Linked DNA regions of Zea mays: region 1 is linked to region 2. Evidence: chromatin contacts called from public Hi-C data. All regions are on one chromosome and are shown on one strand. The core of a region is the stretch at or near the end of the contact, and the rest is flanking DNA. Distances in the headings are between cores, read along the strand shown.

What was found. Hi-C and Micro-C count contacts between places; a contact is called where the count stands out from the background.
Region 1: a contact with region 2 is called in a Hi-C map of ear, with 3 times the contacts expected there. The contact joins the promoter of LOC100274701 here to the promoter of LOC100384061 in region 2. A contact is called at or near these places in 6 of 25 Hi-C or Micro-C datasets (bundle sheath, ear, endosperm and 3 more).

What each region holds. Positions count from the first base shown.
Region 1 is chr5:20,181,570-20,186,783 of Zm-B73-REFERENCE-NAM-5.0, forward strand. It overlaps LOC100274701, which reads left to right and starts at 1,673. Exons shown (of 8, transcript NM_001149009.2): 1 at 1,673-2,041; 2 at 4,084-4,210; 3 at 4,296-4,469; 4 at 4,558-4,772. The coding sequence starts at 1,775.
Region 2 is chr5:19,985,856-19,991,376 of Zm-B73-REFERENCE-NAM-5.0, forward strand. It overlaps LOC100384061, which reads right to left and starts at 2,055. Exons shown (of 2, transcript NM_001384710.1): 1 at 1,799-2,055; 2 at 476-1,721. The coding sequence starts at 2,028. The coding sequence ends at 713.

The DNA of each region.
Region 1 (5,214 bases), core at 423-2,922, 200 kb after region 2:
ATCGACACCAAACAAGGCAGCAGCAGCATCTCCCATGTCGTCGACGTCATCGGGAAGCTGCCCTAACTCAACGAGCTCCTCGTTGATGGTTCTAGGGTACCGACCGTTGTCGTCGTCGTCATCCATAACCGCCTTCGATCTCGGCACCGTACCTCGACGGCAGTGGCGGCACTAGCACGACTACGTAGTCGGCCGGCGACCTACAAGCAAGCAGCGAGGCTTAGGGTTAGGGATTGAGATGGCTGACTGGTGGTGAGAAACTGAGGAAGAGTGAGTGAGTGACATACCTGCCAAGCCGGAGCCCGGAGCCGGAGACGAGGGTAAAGTGCACGACGACGGACGACGCGAGAGGGAGAGCCGGAGAAGAGGAGATTAGGGTTAGGGTTAGGGATTGGGATGGCCGACTGGAGAGAGAGCCGGAGAGGGACTTATCTGCCAAGCCGTAGCCCGGAGCCGGAGACGATGACGCGGGACGGCGGGAGGGAGAGCCGGAGTCCGGAGAGCGGAGATTAGGGATTTAGGGTTAGGGATTTCACCGATGCAGAGCCGGAGCCTAGAGAGCGGCGCCGCACGGAACGAATCCGGCAGAGACTACGGCGACGGCCGACGCCCGACGGTGAGGCGGTGAGCAGCAGACGGAGCGAGCAGCGACGGAGAGGTCGAGGGCGAGAGGCGACTGGCGAGCGAGACCGCGAGAGGGAGAGAGCCGAGCGAGCGGACAGCGGAGAGACCGAGAGACGGAGAGAGTGGGAGACGGAGCGGAGAGTGGGGCCAGCCGCGCAGCCACTTGCCCACTTGAGCGGAGAGAGGGAGAGAGCCGCTGGCCGCTCCCGGGACCGGGCCGGTCCGTGCCTGCCGTTTTTAGGCGGGCCGGGCCGTGTCGCCCGACGGGCGTAGCCGGCAGCCGAGACACGGCCTGGTGGAATGGTCCGGGCCGGCCCGGGCACGCATCCAGCCGTGCCGGGCCGTGCTTGGGCCGGGCCAAAAAACCGGGCCGTGTGCCGGGCTACCGGGCTCAGGGCTGCATGCTCATCTATAGTCTTCACCATCACCCCTGCCGCATGCACCTTGTGATTAAACAAAACTGAAATGTCCTGTGCATCAGAGGGGAGACAAGCAACACACCTGTGTTCTAGATTGTGAAAGCGACAAGATAAGCCGTTCAACTTTTTCAACACCGAATCTGAAGTATTTTAACTCGATAATGTGTCGTCTATATATTTAGATTTTGAGAAAAATCTTGGGAGTTGTTGAAGATAGTACTCAGGATTGGAATTAAGTGATTTAGAGAGATCCCAATTATCTTATATTGGAAGATTTATTTTTAAGATCTTTTGGAGATGCTCTAAACTACTGGGACGGAGGGAGTATAAGGCAACAGCTCTTCTATCACAGTACCGCGTCTCCTAATTTACACGAAATCACCGCTAGCGTGATTTTTTAGGCACCACTGTTTTTCCCTCCCAGTCACCGCAGGTTGACCACCGAACAGCGCGGTTGGATTACGCGGTCCCAAGACCCAAGCTTTCTGTCTGGCTTTCTGTCTGGGGTCGGCCCGCTTCGCTCCATGGGCTCATTTGAGCAGCGGAGCCCTTTTTAGGTCTATCCAGTATCGACGCCCTTCTAAAAAACCTAACTCCCTCTCTCCTTGAATTCACTGCGGCCGAAGTCGCTGCCCTGCCGACTCCCGACCGACTCTCCACCTCAGCCCTCAGGGCCGCCGGCTCCTTCCTCCGGTCCTCCCCTCTCCTCCGCCTCGACAAGCGTCGGCGAGATGGTGAAGAGGAGCAAGAAGAGCAAGAGCAAGCGAGTCACGCTGCGGCAGAAGCACAAGGTGCAGCGCAAGGTGAAGGAGCACCACCGCAAGAAGCGCAAGGAGGCCAAGAAGGCGGGCAAGGCCGGCCAGCGGAGGAAGGTCGAGAAGGACCCCGGGATCCCCAACGAGTGGCCCTTCAAGGAGCAGGAGCTCAAGGCGCTCGAGGCCCGACGCGCGCAGGCGCTCCAGGAGCTCGAGCTCAAGAAGCAGGCGCGCAAGGAGAGGGTATGTCATGTCCAAGCCTCCAAGGCCCTGTTGGTTTATCCTCTAGATTATATAATCCAGCTTAAATAAGTTAAGAGACAAACAAACAACGCAGATTTATTAGGTGGAATGGTGGATTATATAGTCTAGATACCTAGATTATGATGATTCATAAGCAGTTCATTAGGTGCTTATATAATCCATAAGCTGGATTGTATCATCCTGGAAGGAAACAAACAGGACCTAAGTCTGACCTGCACCAACCTGACCTGACCCTCCCACTTGCCGTTATCGGTGGTGCTATGCCTGCTGTCAGCTTGTGTCCGGAGGCCAGAGCAAATAGTATTACAGCCGAATCCCACCTGCATTCTGTTTGCAAAGCTAATCCACCTTCCTGTCCCTTCAGTTACATTGTGAAATTAGAAAACCCGTCACGATGCTTTGGTGTCTTGAAGAGCGTTACTTTTCTGCTCACATTAATAGTATAAAACTCTATGCAAGAAAGCTAAGATCATGCAACACTAGGGTTATTATACTGACAGCGCACAGACATCATTGACCATTCTACATGACTGCAACAGACATCTACATGAAAGAAACATTGTCAGCAGTTATGTTCATCGTGATCGAATTGGAAAGCTTTGCTTCACCAGATAGGATAACATTAGCTGTATTATTTATGTTATACGATGATATCTTAGTATAATAATAAAAGTAAAATTATGTTCACTGATGTCGATTGGGGATCTCATTTCTTGTCACGAGAGTAAAACAGAGTAGTAGAGTACAAAACATATAATGCGGTCTTGGCTGCCAACCAAATGCTAGATGAACTGAAATTCGAGCTTGAAAATCATAGCGCAATCTAAAATAATTTCCACGAATAATGATGTATGTATGCATGGCCTAGCAAGCGTCCATAAAGGAGATAACACGTTGCCAGCCATTTTCATGGTTATACAGGGGCGATATGCCCTGCCTGTCCATACCCTCTTGTGCTGTGATAACGCTTCTGCGAAGCATGGATGTGCACACCCGTTCCTCTTAGCCACAAGTCAACCTACTCATGAAATCGCAAGTATCCTTGAGGACTTGAGATGCTGAAAAAGCAAATAACAAAGGACGAAACAGAAGAAAGAAGGTAGTTGATGGAGCAACTCACCCTTTGTGTGCACTACCCACCCATGGTTTATCCTGCAGATCGTGTTATACTCTTCTTTAGATGCTTGCCTATATTGGTAGAGACGTAGAGTACATAGTTACCATTTGATTGTGGCCTGCTACCGTTGGTATCGGCCATGATAGCTTTTGTCCCAACCCTTATTGTCCCTTATTACAATGGAAGGCTTGTTGAACCAATATTTCTGTATGTATAATTGTATTCTCTTGCGAAATTCCTGTCATTAATCCAGACAAGCTGGATGCCCGTCCTTTATTTGGGTCTTTACATTTTAGGCTCACTCTGTCTGGATCATGAACCATGGCTTTTAAAGCAGTAAGGCGAGACAAGGCGTTGGACCACCGCCGGGACGCCTAGGCGAGGTAGGCGGGCAAGGTGCCTAGGCGTTGGACCTCCGCCTGGACGCCTAGGCGACGCCTTAAGAACAGTGTCATGAACTTTCACATAGACTTGACCAATCAATGATTAAGGATCTGTTTGGTTGGGCTGTAGCCGCGAAAAAATTGCTGTGGCCGTGAGCTGTTAAAAAGCTAAAAACCGTTTGGTGGAAACCACTAAAAGCCGCTAAAAGTTCTTCCATATATATTTTCACAGTTCCATCCGAAAGCCGCTAAAAGCAGGTCCAGAGGTGCTTTCACTGCAAAAAATCGACTTTTAGAAAAAGTTGCTTCATGGATCCAGCCCTTTAGTTTGACTTTTGGCTTTTAGGGGGCAAAAGCCAAAAGTCAAACCAAACACACCCTAAATATTGTCACTCTTTGTTAGGTTATGCAGATGAAATATGTGTTCCTTAAGGTCTATTTATGTTCTTTGTTTAGTTTTATAGAAATACCCATATCATTTTCATTATAGTGGTTAAACAATGAGACACTACCTTTTTCAGGCTCAGAAGAGGAAGGCAGGATTGCTTGAGGACGAGGACATTGCTAGTTTGGCATCTGCAGCTTCCGCACAGGGCAGTGAGTTTGCAGCAAAGGAGAATGCTCCTTTATTAGTGGCAAAGATCAACGGTAAGTTTCTCATCTTTCACTTGTGGTTTAATTGGCCTACCACATGCAATTACATTATTGACTAAAGATGTTAAACATGTCCCAGATCATTCAGAGAGGTCTTTCTACAAGGAGCTTGTTAAAGTAATTGAAGCTTCCGATGTGATTGTGGAGGTTCTTGATGCAAGGGATCCGCTGGGCACCCGTTGCATTGACATGGAAAAGATGGTTAGGAAGGCTGATCCAAGTAAACGGATTGTACTACTTCTCAACAAGATAGGTATTATGAGTGTTTTTGTTATGTTTAAAGTTTACTCTTATGGTGGTTATGCCAGCCTACATCTCAACTTCTGATTCTTGAATTCTAGATCTTGTTCCCAAGGAGGCGGCAGAGAAATGGCTTACATATCTAAGAGAAGAATTGCCAACAGTTGCTTTTAAGTGCAATACCCAGGAGCAGAGGACCAAGCTGGGATGGAAATCTTCAAAATTAGATAAAACAAGCAACATCCCACAAAGCAGTGATTGTCTTGGTGCCGAGAATCTAATCAAATTGCTTAAGAATTATTCCAGAAGCCATGAGGTAAACGTTTGTATCATTTTCAGATAATGTTTATGCAAATATGGATTCAGTCATCTGTCTCCCAAGTTGATTATTGTTGGGACATTCTATATTAGAATGTTTTGGCCTTGTTCTGCAACATCCTATGTGCTTTATTGCTTGACTATATTATAATATTTATAGCAATTGAAGCTTCACTTCCTTTTCCTTGTTTATATGCATATTACCTTTTATTGAACATGATTAATAGAATCTTCTTTATTTTGAAGGGAGAACAGCTTCCTACACTTAGTATCTGAACCTAATGACTTCATGCACGTAGTTGTTTTACTTATGTGCTGTATCTTATTATGACAGTTTTACAAGTCCTGTTTTCTGTCTTCAGTTGTGACCTTCCCATGCTTCAGTATTCCCCCCTTTTACTGCTCTTGTAGGCCTGTGTTCATATAATCATATGGAGCTA
Region 2 (5,521 bases), core at 805-3,304:
TTTTGTTCTCTGTATAACTTATCACACTTTGTATAACTTTTTTACCAAAGTTAGTTATTCAATTCGAACGACTAACATTAATCAAAGTGTAACATAATTAGCCACGAACCAAACATACCATAATTTTTCAATTTAAACGACTAATCTTAAACAAAGTGTGGTATAATTAGCCATGAACCAAACAATTTCTAATATTCACGAGGATTCTTGCCCTACAGAGATGCACACGTCTAGGGTTAGTTAGACAATCCCATTTTCAAGGAATTTTCGTTAACTATTCAAAATAAAATTTTAGAGAAATTTATCTAAAACTTAAGAGGTTCTGTGGTCAGAATTTAACTATTCAAGGAATTATATGCACACGTCTAGTGTAGCTAAAAAATGAATTCATCTTCATATCTTTAGTTAGGGGTTCTGTGGTCATGGTCGCTCTGAATAGTAGGCATGTACAACAACTTTCATGACATGCTCATTTCTCTTGCATAGATGGTGCCACATTTGATTTCATACTGAAGAGTACACATTTGACCACTAAGAGTAAATGAATTCGTACTCATTGCCCGTGACCACAGAACCCCTAACTCAAACTAAGACACGCATGGAACATAGCACACCCACTACCACACACATGAAACATAACACAATGACCACCACACACATGGAACATACACTACGGAGCCACATCATTTAAAGGACTAAGGTTCAAGTTTCATCACATACTCCCACGTTTGGTCCACAAATGCTCGACAAGATCATTTTGAAGATTGCAAAATCGTTCCTGGCGACGTAGATCAAAGTGATCGATGACCCAATCCGACCTTCCCTCTTGTATGAGTTCGCAATGTGCAGTGGCAGAAGCATTGTCTCCAAAGTCGGTGTTGGCAGCAAACTCCCCTTCATCTTCAATGATCATGTTGTGCATTATTATGCAAGCAGTGATGATCTCGGTTAGACGGTTACGATCCCGTCTGTAAGCAAGACCACGTAGCACTGCCCACCGTGCTTGAAGCACACTGAATGCGCGCTCGATATCTTTCCGGTGACTTTCCTGCATCTGCGTGAAATAGATCTTCTTTTCCTCCCAGGGGTGCCGAATGGCTTTCACAAAAGTTGGCCAGTTAGGGTATATGTCATCGGCTAGGTAGTACCCAAAGTTGTATGCATGTCCGTTTACTGTGTAATGCACGGGGGGCATTTGACCGCTTGTCATTGGGTCAAAAACCGGAGACCTATGTAGCACGTTGATGTCGTTGTTTGTACCAGGCATGCCGAAAAAAGCATGCCAAATCCATAGATCGTACGATGCGACCGCCTCAAGTATCATGGTAGGTCTAGAATTTCGACCACGATAGTTCCTACACTCCCAATGCATGCAATCTATGGACCCCAGCATTCCTGGAAACCCCCTCGACTCGCTATGTTGCATGATGCGTGCAATGTCGGCCTGGTTAGGAGTTCGAAGGTACCACACACTAAAGTATGCAATGAGTGCGCGACAGAAACGAATAAGGCATTGTCTAGCCGTAGACTCGCCTATCTGTATATATTCGTCGATGGCATCAGTAGGTAAGCCGTAAGCTAGGGTCCGCATTGCTGCACATACTTTTTGAAGTGGTCCAAGACCGGCGAGGCCTGTAGCGTCGACCTGTTGAGTGAAGTAACTATCCTGCTGCTGGAGGCCTTGCAAAATACGGAGGAACAATGGCCGACTCATGCGAAACCTAGTAAACACAATAAGTACTGTAACAATGGCCAAAAATTTACAACGCATTTTAACATATCATCTATAGTAATTTACCTTCGGCGAAACATGTGAGCTGGATACACGGGGTTAGGGCCGAAGTAGTGATGGCGGATAAGGTTCTCCCTAGCAAAATGATCCCTAGCGATCACGCGGCGAGGGATAGAAGACTGCCTGCGCCTACGCCTGGTAGCTTCGATGCATAGGGTAAGAAGAGTGGCCAGTATGATTGTGTTGTCGTCACTATCACTCGAATCGGAATCATTGTTGTGAGACACAGGAGCCATTCGGCACGTAGGAGGTGAAATCTTGAAGATAGAAGTGGAGAATGAAGAGAAATGGGTACTCGTGCAAGCCATATATATAGTGGACGACGAAGGTGGCTTGTGCAAGAAGACTGGAGTGCAACGGAAGCTTCAGGTGGCTTGCCGTGCACAGTTGTCGGCCGTGGGTTTGCAACGGAAGACTCGTGCAATCGTGTAGTACAAGTTTGTACTCCGAAAAGACTAGCTGTTACCTCAAAAATATGCAGGACTTCAGGATATTTATAATAGAATAGTACTGTTAGTATAGTCGTTCAAAAAGGAGTGCGATAATTAGTACTTCGTCATGGTTTCGGAAGAATATAACCATATTTAATTGCATTCAAATGTTTGGAGGAGTTATTATATTTCATGTCACATGCGTGCGTAGTTCCAAAAAAATATTTGTTTTCGTAATTATTAGTTTAACACATGGTCGAGGTTAATTTGGACAGACTAAAATAAATTTTCCTAAACGCATTGTCGTTGACGTCCATGCGTTTGAAACAAAAAATATGAGCTACTTCAAGTTGTTGGAATGAAATGGATTTAATAATTAAGTTTTAAAAGTTTTTACAAAAAAAAAACACGATAGTTCTTTCTATTGAAATTAGTGCACCTTAACTACAAATCGTTGTGCAATGCGGGCAAAGGTCAGAACTAATAAAAATGATTTGTAGTTAATATGGTCCGTACACTGAATAGTGGCGTATATGTTTGGAAAATACAAAAAAAAAAAAATTGTACACCCGTTGCCAAACCGTCCGGTCGGTAGAAACAAGAAAATGATAAGAGGTAGTTGATGGTAGTTGGAATGAAATGTATAGTTTATGTGGATGGTGGAGATTTTGGAAAATTTAGAGGGAATCGTTGCGGGAGGAATAAATATAGAGAAGGAAATCTTGATGACGTGGCTGCATAGTTATCTATTTAAGGGTTTAGCCAATCTGTATCACGTGTTAAAAATGTAATCAACTTGTAAACTTCAGCCATTCATAGTTACCTATTGGAGAGTGTGGTTAATCATTATTTGATGTTTTTGGAAACATTAGCCATTCTTTGCGGTTAATCATGACAATGCACGGTTACACTGGTCTTTCTCATGACTTTACACGCCTTATTATGTTTTGCAGTATATACCTTTTTTGTATTATTATAGCCCATATCAGTTGTTTTCTGTAAAGCCTTTTCTTTACCCTCTTAGCAGTTCCTTTAACATTTAACAATGTGTGTGCGTGTGTTTTCGTTGCTGACACTTTTGATGACATTTTTCTGCATTTTCCTGGAGCAGATAGAGGATTGTGTCCAATCAAGATGTCAGGTGCAAACCCAACAACAGCAGCAGGGGATCCACCTCCATTGGCGAATGTAGAATCTGGTGTTTCAGATAAGAATGGTGCTAAGAAGTATGGCTCTGAAGAGAATAGGGAAGTGGCCATGATGTCAATGAAGTGAAGAGTGGCTATGAGCCTATGAAAAATGGCACAGAGTGCGTGGCAGATGAGGCAAATATTGTGGAGACTTATGATACCAACGAAGCCAATTCAATGAAGTTGCCATCGATGTTGCTCAAGCTCAAGGAAGACAAGTTGCGCTCTTTAGCTGCACTATCTCCATCGGCGTCTAGCCGGCTCATCGCCCTGTTGAACATGCCTGGCAAGAAGCTGCTGATTTTGTGCACTCGCGTGCCTTCGTTGACGCTTCGGATTAGTGCCCTCCTCTACGGCTTCGATCACGTCCAGCTCAACCTCGCCTACTTCGACACTAAGGGGTTATCGTCTGCATGGTCTACTTCAGTCGTAGCTTACGCACCGGCGTTCCGACTATGGGAGAATATCTCCATTGTTCTCTAGTGTGTCTGTTCGTTTTACTAACGCTACGACTGCGGGAGGATGTTAAAATATATTAGGCAACTCTTGATATGGGATTATGCGGATATCTCCATTGTTCTCCAGTCTGTCCGTTCGTTTTACTAACGCTACGATTGCGGAAGGATGTTAGAGTATATTAGGCAACTCTTGATATGGTTTGTTTAGGATTGATTGTAATCTCGAGATAACCTTTCTTATTGTAAGAGTATATTAGGCAACTTTTGATATGGTTGGTTTAGTATTGATTGTAATCCTGGGATAACATTTCTTATCTGTAGTTGTAGCCATGTACATCTATATATAATATATTCACTCCAGAGGCTCAATGCAATAGCATCCCACATATTATATGGGGTCTCTCATTTCTACACTTAGTTACATCGCTTATTATAGATGCAATATTTATGCTTCTTATTTTGAACTTTCTAATTGTTGTGTTAATGATGAATTGTGATCAAGGGCTATATATTTTCTTGTATGTGTGAAAATACACAGTAGATTAATTGATATTTTTTATCATCAGAAAGATGGTGGACTAGTGATTTTTTATAATGTAGTTTAAAATGTACCCTTCTGGTTGGTTGTCTCCAGTGGTATCCTCTATATCTATCCTTGCATAATTCTTTAAAAAAATCTCTCCTCTATATCTAACAGTGTTCTTAATATCTTATTCTCTATATGTCAAATACCCATATCAGGGATATATTTTGTTACACAATTTTCTATGTATGTATTTTTAAACCCTCAAATGTCTTATACATATTTTAGTTTTGCTTAATATATCGTCTAAAGCATAAAAATGGATAGATGAGAGGAGCGAGACTATATATAGAGGATGAATGAGTGTTCTCTATATTTACTCTATATTTAGACGAGGCTTTAGAGGACACTCTTTGGAGGCTATAAACAAGGAAATCTTATCTATATTTAAGGTAGAGGAGCATATAGAGTCTCCTGTTAGAGAGCCTTATTTCTACATTTATAACCTATAGTTGCTTTGGACATTCATCTTTTGTGCTGTTTGTATCTTTTGTTTATTTGATATTCGAAGATTCATAAGCGGGACAAATTTTTTGCTATATATTGCCAGTTGTTATGTTGCATGTGTAACTTGGAAATTGCGCTTTGTGAATACTTTAGTATCATGTCATTCATTCAAATACATAAAACATGTTTGAAATAATATAGGATTTTTCAAGACATTAGGGATGATGCTAAAATGTTGTGTTTACTGAGAGGTTTGCAGCCTTAACTCAGGGGGAGTTTAGTCTTGGTCGTGTATGTCTATCCATCTTTGTAACATCCCCTAGCAACTATGAAACCATTTATTAGGTGGTTATTTGGTCTATTTTGGACCTTTCCTCCTCTTATTCCTTAATATAATGATGCGCAACCTATGCGTTCGAGAAAAAAGAAAAAAATATAAAACATAGGTTTCAGATTATGTTATGACCCCTGATGATGTGATCTACTGCCCTGTCTAGGCAAAGGGCCAACAAGTATAAAGGGAAGTCAGCAGAAGCGGAACAAGCTCTTCCCAGCAAGAATGAACTGCAAAAGACCATTATTCAAATGCTTAAGAAGGTTGACTTCGACAATGTGAGTTA